2 separate regions of the Mus musculus genome follow, and region 1 is linked to region 2. A link is a contact called in public Micro-C data. All regions are on one chromosome and are shown on one strand. Each heading gives the region's core, a stretch centred on a gene start, on an enhancer-like site or on the middle of the called end of the contact. The rest is flanking DNA. Distances are from core to core; before and after follow the strand shown. Region 1 holds the start of Ckap2l (cytoskeleton associated protein 2-like). Region 2 has its middle 27 kb from the start of A730036I17Rik.

Evidence for each region. A called contact is a pair of places that touch in the nucleus more often than the background predicts.
Region 1: a Micro-C map of embryonic stem cells shows a contact between it and region 2, with 2.5 times the contacts expected there. The contact joins the promoter of Ckap2l here to the enhancer-like site in region 2. A contact is called at or near these places in 1 of 39 promoter capture datasets (macrophages), 1 of 484 Hi-C or Micro-C datasets (embryonic stem cells) and 2 of 115 datasets of contacts at active chromatin or transcription factors (effector CD8 T cells and embryonic stem cells).

The regions. Positions count from the first base shown.
Region 1 is chr2:129,295,471-129,302,620 of GRCm38.p6, reverse strand. It overlaps Ckap2l (cytoskeleton associated protein 2-like), which reads left to right and starts at 5,409. Exons shown (of 9, transcript NM_181589.3): 1 at 5,409-5,516; 2 at 6,241-6,307. The coding sequence starts at 5,480. It overlaps Gm14023 (predicted gene 14023), which reads right to left and starts at 5,251. Exons shown (of 5, transcript NR_040371.1): 1 at 5,219-5,251; 2 at 3,784-3,857. It overlaps Il1a (interleukin 1 alpha), which reads left to right. Exons shown (of 7, transcript NM_010554.4): 7 at 1,722-3,011. The coding sequence ends at 1,910.
Region 2 is chr2:129,241,968-129,249,382 of GRCm38.p6, reverse strand. No RefSeq gene overlaps it. Among named protein-coding and RNA genes, the nearest start is that of A730036I17Rik, 27 kb to the right of the region's middle. Within about 2 kb of position 5,337, at least 85 of the 459 cell types and tissues checked have an H3K27ac peak or open chromatin away from gene starts, as enhancers often do. A contact at or near this core is called in effector CD8 T cells and embryonic stem cells, where this site is marked.

The DNA of each region.
Region 1 (7,150 bases), core at 4,160-6,659, 53 kb before region 2:
ATCTCAAACAAGCCCACTGAGATCACAGAGGAGTTAACAGCTCACTGGTTCACACGAAGCCAAAAACTAGGAGCCACAATACTCAAGCCTTAGCCTTCCCACTCCAGTGGTCCATTGATAATGCTATTGTCTCTCGTCCCATGCCCATATTCTCTGTGACCATCTCCCTCAAACACACACGTACACATCCACATTTTAGCATTAGACATTTTTACCATAGAGAAGCATATAACTCTCGTCCAGTAAATGTATAATCCAATGCCTCCTGTCCTAAAGTATATGTGGGTGTCTGTATTTCTCTGTGAGAATCAAATGAAAGTATTATCTACTGAGTAGGGCAGTAGCTTCATTCATGAATCCCTTCAACAAGCTATTAATTACTGAAAGTCTTCTATTTTTCAAGCACAGCATTAAAAGCTATCTAGAGTGGTGAGCCAAAATTCCTAACCTTATGGAACACAGTCCTCTAGTACAGTAGATAAGTCAAATAGACAACAACAAAGTAAGATGTTGGACAGAAAATGCCCAAGACACTAAGACAGAAAAATGGAGGAGTGTTATTTAGAGGGAGGGACAAGAGCAGACCCTCTGAGAGACAGACCAGCTAATACAAGGTAGGGATGGGACATCCCAACAGAAGGATCTCAGTTCACTATAAAGACCTGAGTTCCCTAGAGCTTCATGAGCCCACAGGCCAGCTGCAAGTAACAGCGGAGCGCTTTTGGTCCTGGTCATTTGGTATACAGTTGAAAGCCACCAAAGGCTTTCAGAGGGTGCAGGGTGCTGGTGCCATTTATATTTCTTAAATAGACAATAGTCCAGAACAAAAGCACTAGAGAGAGCAGAGAGCTCAGCTGGGAAGTTAGAGAAGAAGCACAGTAGAAGAATACGGTGACCATGTAGACAGGAAGAGGACTGTGTAGTCATTTGGAGGTAGAATAACCAAAGGAAGGGGGTAAAAGGGGGAGATGAAGAGGTTTGGATAGTACAGGTCTTAATGAAAGTTCAAAGCCCAAAGGAAGCTAATCAGGTTGCTTTCTTAGATTTAAAAGAATACAAAAGGGGGAGGGTCTCAACAACATGGAATCCGCAATATATTTTGCCATGAAGGTTATTATCGGGTTGTATTCATACTCAGAGGAAGAACACAGTCTAAAAGGGTTATCCCCAGAGCAGTCAGCTGCTCAGATCAGGGAAGCCGTGTGGAGTTCCTGGTACTTGCTGTTGTGTGTATGTACATGGTTTACTTTCAGATTGCAACCGAAATGCAGAGGTAGACGTCATCCCACGCTCCACTGTTTTTGTAAAGGTTTAATTTGAATACTCAGGGGTCAGAATGTTTAGAAGTCTTACAATCTTCAGTGTTCAGACTTGATGAGAGTTCCCTGTGCCAGCATTAAAGACAGGATGTACACAGGCAGCGTTTCACCCCCACTTGTCTGGATTTAGGACATTCAGGTATCATTGACAGTCTTCATGACTCACTGAGATTTCTCTCCAATTAACTAAGGTAATCAACTCTTATGGATCATCTGGACCATACATCAAATAGGCATGCAGTAAATGCTTGATGAGTGACCAAATGAAAGAACCCAGATCGCAGAGGCAGGCTCGAGAGCGCTGTTTCTCATGAAGTCCAGATACTGGAGGGTTGCCCTTCAGGGTTTTTTTTTTCCCAATGCCTTCTTATGCACTAACAGAATTCTATTCTGCTATCACAGGAGTTGCCAGAAACACCAAAACTCATCACAGGTAGTGAGACCGACCTCATTTTCTTCTGGAAAAGTATCAACTCTAAGAACTACTTCACATCAGCTGCTTATCCAGAGCTGTTTATTGCCACCAAAGAACAAAGTCGGGTGCACCTGGCACGGGGACTGCCCTCTATGACAGACTTCCAGATATCATAAAAGCAGCCTTATTTCGGGAGTCTATTCACTTGGGAAGTGCTGACAGTCTGTATGTACCATGTACAGGAACCTTCCTCACCCTGAGTCACTTGCACAGCATGTGCTGAGTCTCTGTAATTCTAAATGAATGTTTACCCTCTTTGTAAGAGAAGAGCAAACCCTAGTGGAGCCACCCCGACATATGATACTATCTGTTATTTTAAAGAGTACCCTATAGTTTGCTCAGTACTAATCATTTTAATTACTATTCTGCATGGCATTCTTAGGAGGATCAAAAAGACTCTACACATATTACAGATGGGTTAACAAAGGGATAAAACAACTGAAAAGCACACTCAATGCATTTGGAATATAAATTCACAGACCAATCTCACTGTGCACCTTCGGCTTCAAAATGCCAGTTGAGTAGGATAAAGGTATAAGAACTTAATGCTGTCATTTTCAAAAGGAAGGGGACAATAGCTACATCTTTCCTACCTCAGTGGGTTTTACTCCAGTGAGATCATTTGGATGAAATCCTCCTGTAACAGACCTCAAGAAGGAGACAGACTGTTGAATGTTATTTTTAAGTTATTTTATCTATGTATTTATAAATATATTTATGATAATTATATTATTTATGGAACATCCTTAAATCCTCTGAGCTTGACGGCACCCTCGCAGCAGGGTTTTCTAGGTGGTCAGTTAGATGTAGTCTCCTCTAGAGCTCCATGCTACAGACTTTTACACTTTTTCCACAGCCACGAAGCTCTCCGTACATTCCTGCACTTGGGAGCCCTTTCATCATGATCTTAATCTGTGCTGTTTACTTTGTGCATCTAAAATGATAATTGAGTCAGTCTTTCTCCCTCCCGTCCTTAAAGCTGTCTGGGTATTCTTACATCATTCAGTCTCACCTGTAACTAACACCAACCATCTAAAGATGGAAAGAGCTTAACTGTGACAACCACATCACTGATACCTGAAGTTTCTTTTCTAGAATGTAATCAGTGTTTCCCCTGGATTCCAATTTTTTTTTCAAACCACAGTGTCATGTAACTATCAACAATAACAATCAACTCATTATTATTAATCATAATTAAATAAAACAGGTTTGAGCTGATGTATTTATTTGTTATCTTTTCTGTTTGGGTTTTGCAATGGGATGGTTTGGGTTTTGTTGTTGTTATGTTTTGTTGTGATGCAGTGAAGGGGTTTTTGTTATTTGTTGTCTTTATTACTTCACTGCCTAAAAGTTAGGGACAACTGGTCAGCACTCACGTAATTCACTAAAGTTAGCATCACCTTACAAAACCAGGATTCCACACAGCTCTAAAGGAGATGTCACCATCAAATCCCTCCCCTCAGAGGTCAGGGAACCCTGTGGAAATGGAGACAGGAGTCGGGGAGACAGAAGGGATGTGAGAACAAGGCCTTCTAAAATAACTGAGCAAAACCCATATGCGTTCACAGAGCCTGAAGCCTGAAGCAGCAGCCGCAGGGCCTACACAGGTCTGCCCAGGTTTCTGTACACACACTCTAGCTTTCAGTTTATGCTCTGATGGGACTCCTGAATGGAAATGAGTAAGTCTCTGATTCTTCTGCCTACTCTTGGAGCTCTTTCATTTTTCTGTTGGCATAGCTTGTCCAACTTATATATGATGATTTCTGTTTTATCTTACTATATTTTGCTACATTTTGTTGTTTTCCCCAAAAAATGCATTTAAAAAAAATTCAGGTTCCATAGCTTTTCTTTCTTTTTTTTTTTTTTTGCTAGCTGCCAGTATTCACAGATAGATAGCACTGAAAATTATAATATTTCCAGGCTCAGTTAAAGGATACAATCCATATTCAGTACATGTGTATGCCGATGTAGATGTCCATACAAACTCACCATATAATGTACCACCAAAACCAAGTAGTGGTTTTAGAGACAATACAGCAGGTTAGAAGCTGCTTTCCTGTGACCTAATGAAAAAGAAAGTCAGAATCAGGAGTAATAGACTCTATTTTAGAAAGTGGGGTTGGAAATTCACAGAAACAATAATTGAACACCTGAAATGTGCAGTAACCCTTCACCCAAATTCTTGTACATAGCCCCGATAAGACGTGTTGAGCTTTGGTGGTATCCAAGCTTTTGTCTGTCTGCAGTAAGTAGCCATGTGTTACATCTCCTCAGGGAAAGTCTTGTCACACAAGTGGATGTCGGGATGTCAGACCCTATGGAGCTAGAGTTACAGGCAGATGTGTTATGTAATATGGGTGCTGGGAACCAACTCTGGTGGCCTGCCAGAGCACTGCATGCTCCTTACCCCAGCCATCTCAGCGCTTTTTATCATATTAAAAAACAAAAACAAAAGCAAAAACTTTTGTGATTTTTTTTTTATTCTCCTTCACTCACCTGATAATGTTTAGGTATGCCAGTGATAACCTTTTCCTTCTCTTTCCTTCATGATTTTTTTTTTCTTTCTAGCAGGCCTTTGTTAGCATTTTAACTTTACCTTGTAGATGTTTTTCTGTTTAAATAAACTATTATGTTTCCATGTTTTATTTCCATTCTTAAATTTATATAATTCTGTTCTTTACATTTTCTATTAGGAAATCTTTGTTATTCTTTTAAAAACTCTTCTAACCCCTTGCCCTTTTCTCTTCCCACCATAACATCCTTCTCCAATAAATATCTTTTACGAGATTTGCTGCCTCATATGACTTTCGCGTTGGAAGAAGCCAAGAAGCAATTGACAGAGGAAGGGAAGAAACAAAGAAGTGGAGCGGGGCAGAGGCTCCTGAGCTCCTGGGCTGAGCTGGAGATACCCTCCCCTGGGAACTGCACTGCCTCAGCTGACGAGGCTTCCTCTCAAAGCTGTGTGGTTCCCCGGCTCTGATGTCTCAGGGTGTCCTTCCACAGGAATACCTTCTGACCCTCAGAGCTCTGTGGTTTCTGGGTTTCCGAGTCTCAGGGTGCCTTTCCAAGGGGACACTGTCCCACCTCAGAGCTGTGTGGCTCCTGAGCTCCTGTGTCTTAGGATGCCCTTCCCTTGAGACACTTTTGACAGATTGCGCCATTTTGACAGCTCCCGCGAGCTGCTCAGGGACTACACGGAGTTATGTTGTTTCTGTCCGGTATTCGGCTACAAGAATGAGAACAATAACTGATACGGACCATTTTCGTTTGGCATGCTATTATTTGCAGCCAAAGCCAGCCTAACTGATAGCACAGAGACTTAGGCTCCGGCTTGTTTCTCCCCGTTTCTTCAACTGTCACAACCGTCCTTAACCCAAATTTGGCTACAATTAGAGCCACTCCTCCGCCAGCCAGCATCACCCACCAGCTCCCACCTCAGAGGCACCGCTGCGGAAGTGACCTAGCCATAGGGCGGGCCTTCTCAGAAACTCTCCAATCGCAGAGCCTCAGGGGAGGTCCCCAGTGGGAATCGCCGAATGTCCATTTCCTGTTATCCCGCCCTCTCCGTCTTTTTATTGGCGAATTTCAAAGTCGCGGAAGCCAATAGGAGCGTCCAGACGGGCGCCCGGTTCTCGTACTAGAACAAGGCGCGCCCTTTGAAGGAAGAAACTGTCGCCGTAGAGCCATGGTGGGGCCCGGCCCCACTGCCAGCGCAGCCGCGGGTAAGTGTGGTCGGCAGCCTCCAGAAGCTGCCAGGCCTCCCCCGCCTGCTTCAGTCTCCCCCGAGCTCAGTTAGGTTAAGGACGCTGGACCCGGGCCACGGCGAGGAGCGGCGCGCTCCGTTGCCGCAGGGGGACACCCCTGCATTGCTAGTTATGGCCAGAACTTTGACAGCAGTCAGGTGGCAGGTTCGGCCCCAGTCCGAGTCTCTGCAGGTTCACTGATAAAATGTGCGCTGTCTGGAGGTTGATTGATAAACTGTGGGCTGAGGCTTAAGGATGCTGTGAACCCTGGCCTCCGAGGGACCTGGAGCCCTTTCTACCTCTCCAGTATGCCCCTCCCCCGTGTCACCTTTGAGATGCACACTCTGTCCTCACTTATGGGCCTGCGGTTCTGCGCACCGTCCTAGGCACACAATTTGTAACTCAAGGGTTAAAAAAAAAAGTCTTGATTCCAAATCCTGGCTTTGCTGCACATTAGTGGGTAAATTTAAGCCTGTCACTTCATCTGAGTTTCAAACAGCCAAATACCTCATAGGATTGATGGTTAGTGTAAACAGCTTAGTAAAGAGCTTGGCACCAGGCTGATACCGTTGGTATTGAAAGCAAGCATAACAGGACTGGTGACTTTATCAAAGCCAAAATAGCTACAGGGAAGTATCATATTTAAAGATATAAAGGGTTTTCTGTAATGTTTTTGGTGTTTGCTCGTGTCCATGTTTTACAGAAGAACGGTGGCAGAAGCTCCAGGAGTACCTGGCAGCCAAGGGAAAGCTAAAGGACCCCAACGCCAAGTGAGTTTACCTTCCCATAGTTACACTGGCTTTGTTGCCCCGGTTGCTAACAGCAATGAACGGACCAGCCCTTCTGTTTCCAGTCTGTTTGACTTGCATCATGGTGAATCCTGTAATAACAAAAGGAGCATTTCAGTCCTTGATTTCAGGCATGACTTAAAAAACAAAACAAAACAAAAAACCAGCAACCCCTAGGCAGTGCTGTCTATTGGCAGAAATTTAAGCATTTTTTTTCCTAACAGTCTCCAAAGGAAGGAAGGCTCTACACTACACTGTTACCCACATCTCTGGAAGCTCTTCTGGTTCCTTCTTTCTCCTGGGAAAGTTGGTTCCCAGCAGCGCAGATTTTGATCAAGAAACTGGAGGGCATTTCTATGGTGTGTGCTTACGAAGACAGGAGAGTTGGTTATGGTCAGTCCACAACAGTGGCATGCCAGCGTCCTCCCAACTTGTCCTTTGGTGTTCCCTGGGCATGTATTTGAGGTGGACAGAACATCCTTTGCTTTTCTCAGCACTGTACCATCTTTGCCCTGTTATTTCTCTCTCTTGCTTAGCAGGGTGTATTTGCCTCCCACTTGAGTAGCTCGGTTGGTGTGTGTATGCCAGAGGGGGATTTTGGGTGTCTTGCTCTAACGCTGTCCACCTTATTCCCATAAGACCGGATTGCTCACTGAACCCGAAGCTCACTGCTTAGGTTAAGCAGGCTGGCCAGCACTCTCTCTCCCATGATCCACTCATCCCTGTCCCCTAGTGCCTAGGGTTAGAGGGATACTCACCGTGCCTGATTTAATGTGGATGCCGGAGATCTTCCTAGCCCAGGTCATTTTACCTTGGGTTTTTCTC
Region 2 (7,415 bases), core at 4,088-6,587:
CATTCATATAATATAAAATAAAATAAAGGTTACTCTTTAATTTTTTTAATAATTTTTTAAAAGATTTATTTATTTTATGTATGTGAGTATATTGTCACTCTCTTCAGACACACCAGAAGAGGGCATCAGATCCCATTACAGATGGTTGTGAGCCCCCCATGTGGTTGCTGGGAATTGAACTCAGTACCTCTGGAAGAGCAATCAGTGCTCTTAACCGCTGAGCCATCTCTCCAGCCCTAATTTTTTATTTTTTAAAAGAAGTATCAAAGTTGGGAGTGATGACTCTGTCAGTAAAGACCTGAGTTCAGATCCCCAGATCCCACATAAAATGCCAGAATTAGTGGTGTGCGTCTGTAGCCGGAGCCCTGCAGGTCAGGAGGGCACCACAGAGACAGGAGAATCTCTGAGGCTTGCTGGCCAGCGAGTCTAGCCAATCAGTACGTTCCATGTTCAGTGAGATGCCAACCGTGTTTGAAAAGCAAAGCTCCATGTGATGGCACATGCCTTTAATCCCAGCACTCAGGAGACTCTGAGTAAGCACTCAGGAGCCAGTGGATCTCTGTGAATTCAAGACCACCCTGGTCTACATAAGGAGTTCCAGGACAGCCAAAGCTACATGGAGAGACTGTTTCAAAAAAAAGGAGGAAAGAAGGAAAGGAAGGAAGGAAGGAAGGAAGGAAGGAAGGAAGGAAGGAAGGAAGGAAGGGAGGAAGGGAAGAAGGAAAGAAGATATGAAGATATTTGGTGCTGATGTCGGGCTTTCACATATTAACATACACACACACATGCACACACTCACACACAAGTGTACAACACATACACACACACATGCACACACTCACACACAAGTGTACAACACATACACAAATACAAGTGTCCAAGTCAAGCCTGCAGTGGCTTTGTACTCCTGAATACCTGCACTCAGAGAGGTCAGCAGAGCAGGCAAGTGTCTTACCTTCCACCTCACCCTAGATCACCGCAGTCTGGCTATGACAGCATGGGACCCATGCCCCAGGGCTGGAGGGGCCTTCTAGCCCCTTTGAACTTGGGGAAACCCTCTGGTGTGACTCTAGAGTCAGTTGCTAGACAGGGACACAGGCTGTATATCAGAAATCTTTATAACAGACGAGTCTGAGATAAGGTCCTTAAGAAAACAGGGTTTCTGTTTTCACATACTCGATAATCAGGCAATACTAGCAGGTATGAAAGAAGTGGACCTTAGGACCCAGCCGAGGATGGGCTGAGGCAATGGCCAGGCCACCAGAGCCCACTGGGGTTCTAGGTTCAGGAGCCTTCTTCACTCAGATTTGGTGCATTGCCAATAGGTATGCTGATGAGGGACCTTGACTAGACTGTGGCCAGAGGGTAAACTCCATTTGCTAGGGAAGGTGTGGAACACTAAGCCCCAGAAATAGCTCTGCCCTTCCCAGGACAAAGGCTGCTTCCCTTACTTGGGTGGGGAGTAGGGAGAATTTTCGGGTGAGAGATTAGGACATTCCCAAGAACTCTGCTCCTTCCATGTCAACAGCGGCAACAGCGGAAGCTGCTAGGGAGTTATGTGAGGTGAGTGTAGGCGCTTGCGTGTATGAGGGTGTATGTATGCGTGTATGAGGGTGTGTGTGAGGGTGGATCTGTGTGCATGTGAGAATATGGGAGGCAGGGCATATTGGGCCCGGGATAGGAAGAAGGTGTGCCAGTCCCTGCCCATTGAGCTCAGGCTAGAACCAGTGGAAAATCTGCAGTTACTGGAAGAGTTAAGAAGGGAGCCAAGAACAAGCATACCAACCACACAGCCCATTCTGACAGTCAAAAGAGAGCACAAGTTTGGGTGCTGAGGAGCCAAAGGCCAAGGGCTCTCCACTGTGCTGTACCATCAAAGCAAGGTTCTCAGCTGGGCATGTTGGCACATGCTCCCAGCATTTGGGAGGTGGAGGCAGGAGGTTTAAGTAGTTCAAGGTCATCCTCCAGTTTCATAGCAAGTCTGAGGCTAACCTAGGCTATACGAGTGTCTGTTTCAAAAAGAAGAAAAGAAAATCAAGACTCTTCGGGGCTCCTTCTTTAGTTGAAACTGACTGCCGAGGAGATGCTCTGCTACTCCATCTGGAAAACCAGAGGGGCCACACAGCTCAGCAGCTGTGCCGCTCTGCGCAAGAGCCTGAGAGTCACAACTGGCAGAGGGCACAGGAGCGGTTACGTCTCGTGTTTGAGAGACGTGTGAGGCCCATGTGAAGGCTCTAACCAGGGGGAGAGGGGTGTGGGCATCAGTTCTACTGAGATCTAGACAGGGGATAATTTGAGCGCCCGAGCAAGGGGACCTCCTCAACAAGCACCCACAACTTTCCTCACTGCAACCTTCAAGACCTGGGAACCAGGCTGAAGACGCGGTCCTATGGTAGAAACCTTAAGGGTGTGTACGGTCCTGGGTGTGATTTCCAGAACCTCACAAACACAACACAAAGCAACTGGGGGGTTGGGGGGGGCCGGGAGTGAATATAGAGATACACAGGTTGGGACCCAAGTCAGACAAACACAGGCTAGAGCAGAGAAACTCGGAGGACATGGAAACGTCAAGTCCTACACAGAGGTCACTGTAGTGAGACAGAATCGTGGAGCATTCGCCTCATGCCCAGCCTGGGCTAGGAGCTGAGTCAAAACTGAATCACAGCATTACCCGTCATCCTTCTGTCCACAGTCCATGAAGGCTGTCTACCACTGCCCTGGTAGTGAACTGAAAGGTTTTCCAGGGCCAACGCTGCACCAGGCGGGAATGCATGGGTGTGACCTCCCTATTCTGCCCCCTGGGGCAGAAGTGGTAATTTACTGTGAGTCTCTGACTTCTGGAGAAGCAGCCCCTGTAAAAGGCCAGGGCTTTTTACATCCTTCCTTGTATCTGAATAATGACATGGAGACCTGATATATTTATTAATAATCTTAAAGCATCACACCTGGACAGATACTCATCTATTTCAACCTGGCTATGCTGCCAGCCATGTGCCCCGTGCCTGCCATCTTAGTTTTGCCCTGGCAGGTCCTGCTCCACCCATGTCCTTATATTGATTCTCTCCTGGCCACCTCCCCTGGCCATTCTCTACCCAGGACCCCTCACTGAAATCAGAAGCCCCACCTTAACTCCCCCCCCCCCCCAGCTATAGGATGATTGGCTCTCTATTAAGCAATCAGAGGTGGAGAAGAACAATGTTTTACAAAACAATAGTCAGAAAATGCTTCATAATAATGACAATACTAAAATCCCTTGACATCCTGATCTCCAGATATGGAAATCAACATTCGAATACACCGACAACCCCCCCCATAGACCCCTCGCTGTGCCCACCCCACCCCCTTGTGCAAAAGGACTAATCTAGGTAGTACGCCCAACTACTTAAAAATAAGATTCTCTCTTCTAGACAGGTGCTACCTACTCACGAGGAGCTAGCTAGCTATTTCAGTGTCACTGGGTGGGGTGGGGTGGCTGGGGTGTTCTGTCACCTGCTCACCTTCTCTAGCATTCCAGACACTTCCTGCTCTGGACTCTCCACGTCCTGATTAGTCAAATTAGTTCCTGGCTGGCTGCCCATCCAGGGGCCTCATCAGGCAGGCTCCTGCAGTCTCGCTCAGCGGCTCTTCTACTTTGAGTGTTGAAAGGTGAGAGTTAGCTGTAGTACTACTCATAAACTGGGAAGACTCAGGTCAGGACAGATGTGGGAGTTGCTGGTCTGTCATCCCTAATCTGAAACACAGCTGCCAGACATGCCTCAGAAGCCCATGTTTTCTAAGTGTGAGAGTAATATGATTTACTGTATGTATGCAATCATACCCTTGGCGGGACCCAGAACAACAGCCACTGTAGTCAATGGATGGATGAATACTCACCCACTACGCGAATATAGAAAGGAAAAACAAATAAACAAACAAAACAAAACAAAACAAAAAAAAACCTCGGGCTGAAGAGATGGCTCAGCAGTTCTGCTCTACCAGAGGTCCTGGGTTCAGTTCCCAGCAACCACATAGCAGCTCACAAACATCTGTAATGGGATCCTTCTAGTGTGTCTGAAGACAGAAACAGTGCACTCACATATATAAAATAAATAAATAAATAAATCTTTAATTAAAAAAAAAAAAAAAAACCAACTAATGTAGATAGATGGCGGCCGGTCAGAGCTTGCCGCTGAACTAAGGGATCTTGTATCCGCGTCCTTGACAGCTAGACTCAGCAACAGGAAGATGGCTGGAGTGAAATGAAGAGAGGAGGTCCGAGAGCTGAGGATGGAGAAGCCTGGGATTAACGGGGAGGCGTGGAGTCAAAGCAGAAGCCCACAGAGGAAGCTCTGGGGGATCAGGCAGGAAGCCAGGAGAAGAACTGGAGAAATGCTGAGCCGAGCCCCAGAGCAGGGACGAACCCTGCAGAGCAGCCAAGTGGAAGTCTCAGATGTCATTGGTAGCAGTGGGACTCTGGGCGGGGTAAGGGGTCAAGGGACGCAGCTCCGTGGAAAAGCTTCCCTTGCTGGAGCCTCCGCCAAGAAAGAGAACCAGGACTCTTAGAGAGCAGCCAAGAGGCTAAAAGAAGGACTTCCAAACAGAAGTGTTACAAGAGGTGCCGGAGAGACGGCTCAGTGGTTAACAATATGTACTGCTCTTCCAGAGGAGCCCAGGGCAGGAAGGAGTTCAGTATTCAGTACCTGTAGTGGGTGGCTCACCGCCTGTAACGCCAGCTTCGGGGGAATCCAACGCCCTCTTCTGGCTTCCTCGGGCACCTGCACTCACATGCACAGTGCCCAGCAGACACACACACACAGCTTGTGCGTGTGCGCAGTCTCCTTATGGACACATGTGTACACACACCATGTCCCACACTATTACAGTGGCACACGGAATGATGATTTTAGAGAAACGGAATAAGAAGCATCCCTGCTTTCAACACACAAGGCCCTGTGTCGGGAACCCCTGGCCATGCTGCTCCCTCACCCCACCGAATGTTTCCTCCAGGAGGTTTTTTTTTTTCTTTTTTTCTTTTTTTTTTTTTGGTGCCCAGGCAGAGCAACTTCTGAGAAGTCGCCTCTTCCAACTACTCAGATGCCAAGGTCTGAATGTATGTGACACAGGACACACCAGGAAGGGAGCAGGAACAATTAACAATAGTTGCCTGCCACCTCGGGACTATGAATTAGTGAATTATTCTCGGTCCCGTGTGGTTTTGATGTTGACTTCATCCGCCTTCACTCTCTCTTCAACAAAGCAGGCTAAATTAATTTTTAAAGAGGATGTGCTAGAGAGGCAAGAGGGTGACAGCCCCGCCCGGGGACAGTTGACAAGTTTCTCAAATTCACAGGAAGCTACAGGCAGGCAGCACCACAGTGGCGCCTGCCTGTCACAGCCTCAAAGGACCTGCAAGGGCTCCTCCGGGTTCTGGCAGCCCACACTAAGCCCTGAGAAGAGAGAGATTCTAGGTCGGCGGGAGAGTGACCTAATTAAACACACAAGCTTATTCTTAGACCAGGAGGCCCAGTTAAGGCCCCTGGGTGGCCCAGCCGGGAGGCACAGGCCTAGAAGTGACCGCTCAAGACTTTTAAATGGCAATTGCTTGTTTGTGATGACTGAAGTACTACACACTCATAGCAGGACAATTGCAAAACTTTGTAAATGCAGAGACAAACAGGTTAGCCCGAAAACCGGAAGGTTGGGCTTGTTTTTCCTTGTCTTGTTTTGTTTGTTTGGTGGTTGGTTGGTTGGTTGGTTGGTTTCCCCACCTCTCACCCCCCCCCCCCCCCCCGTTGTTGTTGATTGATTGTTTTCAAGTTTTGTTTGGTTTTGAGATAGAGTCTAACTACATAGCCCTAGTTGACCTATGTAGATCAGGCTGGCTAAGACCCATGGAGATCTGCCTATCTCTGTTTCCCAAAAGCTGGGAGTATAGGTGTGCATCACCATGCCTGGCAGAAATCCCCTGGTCTTTTTTATACTTATGTATGTACCTGATAACCGAGGTGAAATACTTGCTCACATAATGTAAGTTTTAAAAAAACAAGAAAACTATGAGCTTGCATGGCCCCTAACCTGCTACATAAGTTCAGCCTGGCACATGTCTGTAGCTCCTTGTCATGGTTATCTCTCATGGTTATGGAAACATCTGCCCTGTGTCATTACACAGCTAGCTATTTCATTTGTGTGTGAGGGGAGGGCATGTGATAGGTGTGCATATGTGCAAGTTCCTGTGCTCGTGTGACTCAAGACATATACACATGCCTCCCATTTCCCCACAGGAGCACCGGCATTACTAACATGTACTACGATACCTGGCTTCCTTCCCTATAGGGGTCCTGGGGTGCTAAGTGCAGGCCCACACTTGTATGGCACAACAGGCCATCTCCCCAGCTCAGTAACTTGACTTTTAATGACTTCAAATGTCTACCATACAGAGTGATGTATGCAATATTTCCTTGTGATGGGGCGTGTAGGGTTTTTTGGTTATTGTTTTTTTGTTTTTTGTTTTCCAAATAACTCAGTGAATTTCCTCATCTTTATGCTGGATTTTAGAAGTAAGATGTTACTTAGGACTCTGTTACAGGTTGCAAAATGACACCTGACATCACCACTAGTAAAGTCAGGGGAGCCACTGTGCTTGTGACACATCCCGATTCTTGTAATAACAGTCAGAGTTTTGTTTTAACCAGCTAGTGTTAGATCCAGCTCAAACCGGATCAAACCTGGAGGCTGCTGTGGAGCAGGTGACGTCATCCTGGATCCATGCAGGACTTTGTGACCAAGCCTAACCCAGCACCCTTTCCCAATCTTTGTCAGCTTTCATGAGGTGAGGCTGTAGAGACAACCCCAGAATTTGGGGGGATTAGTGCAAGTAAAATATCATGGTCAGTTACTTAAGATGTGAAATCAACTGTGACTTTTGTTTTTGTCTTATCCTGAGGGTCATGTTGAAGAAACAGCCCAGGCCCTAGCTCCTGCCTCAAGGTCATGGGTTAATGACATAAGTAGAAAACCACATTGGTGCTTAAGGTTTGATTGGGAAGTGGTATGCATCACTCTGCTCTCTTCCCATCGGCCCAAAGAGGTCATGTGGTCAGCCAAGCCAATGAGAGGAAAGAATTCAGCTTTCCCTCAGAAAGGGGTGGGGGCATTCAGAATGTCCTCACAGAGGGGTCAGTCACAGCCAGGAAGAATGCAACCCCCACAGAGATGGGCAGTCAGACCTCGGTCACACCCTGGTACTAAATCTGACACCAGGGATGTTGGCCACCAGAGTCTCTTTTCCTTCTAGAAAATACCTCGCCCTGGATGCCTTCCCCAGTGAGGGTGTTACTCAGGTGTCCCTCTGCGCAAAAGCAAAAAAAAAAAAAAAAAAAAAAAAAAAAAAGCCTCAAGCCAGAGATGGTGTGCACACCTGTAATCCCAACATTTGA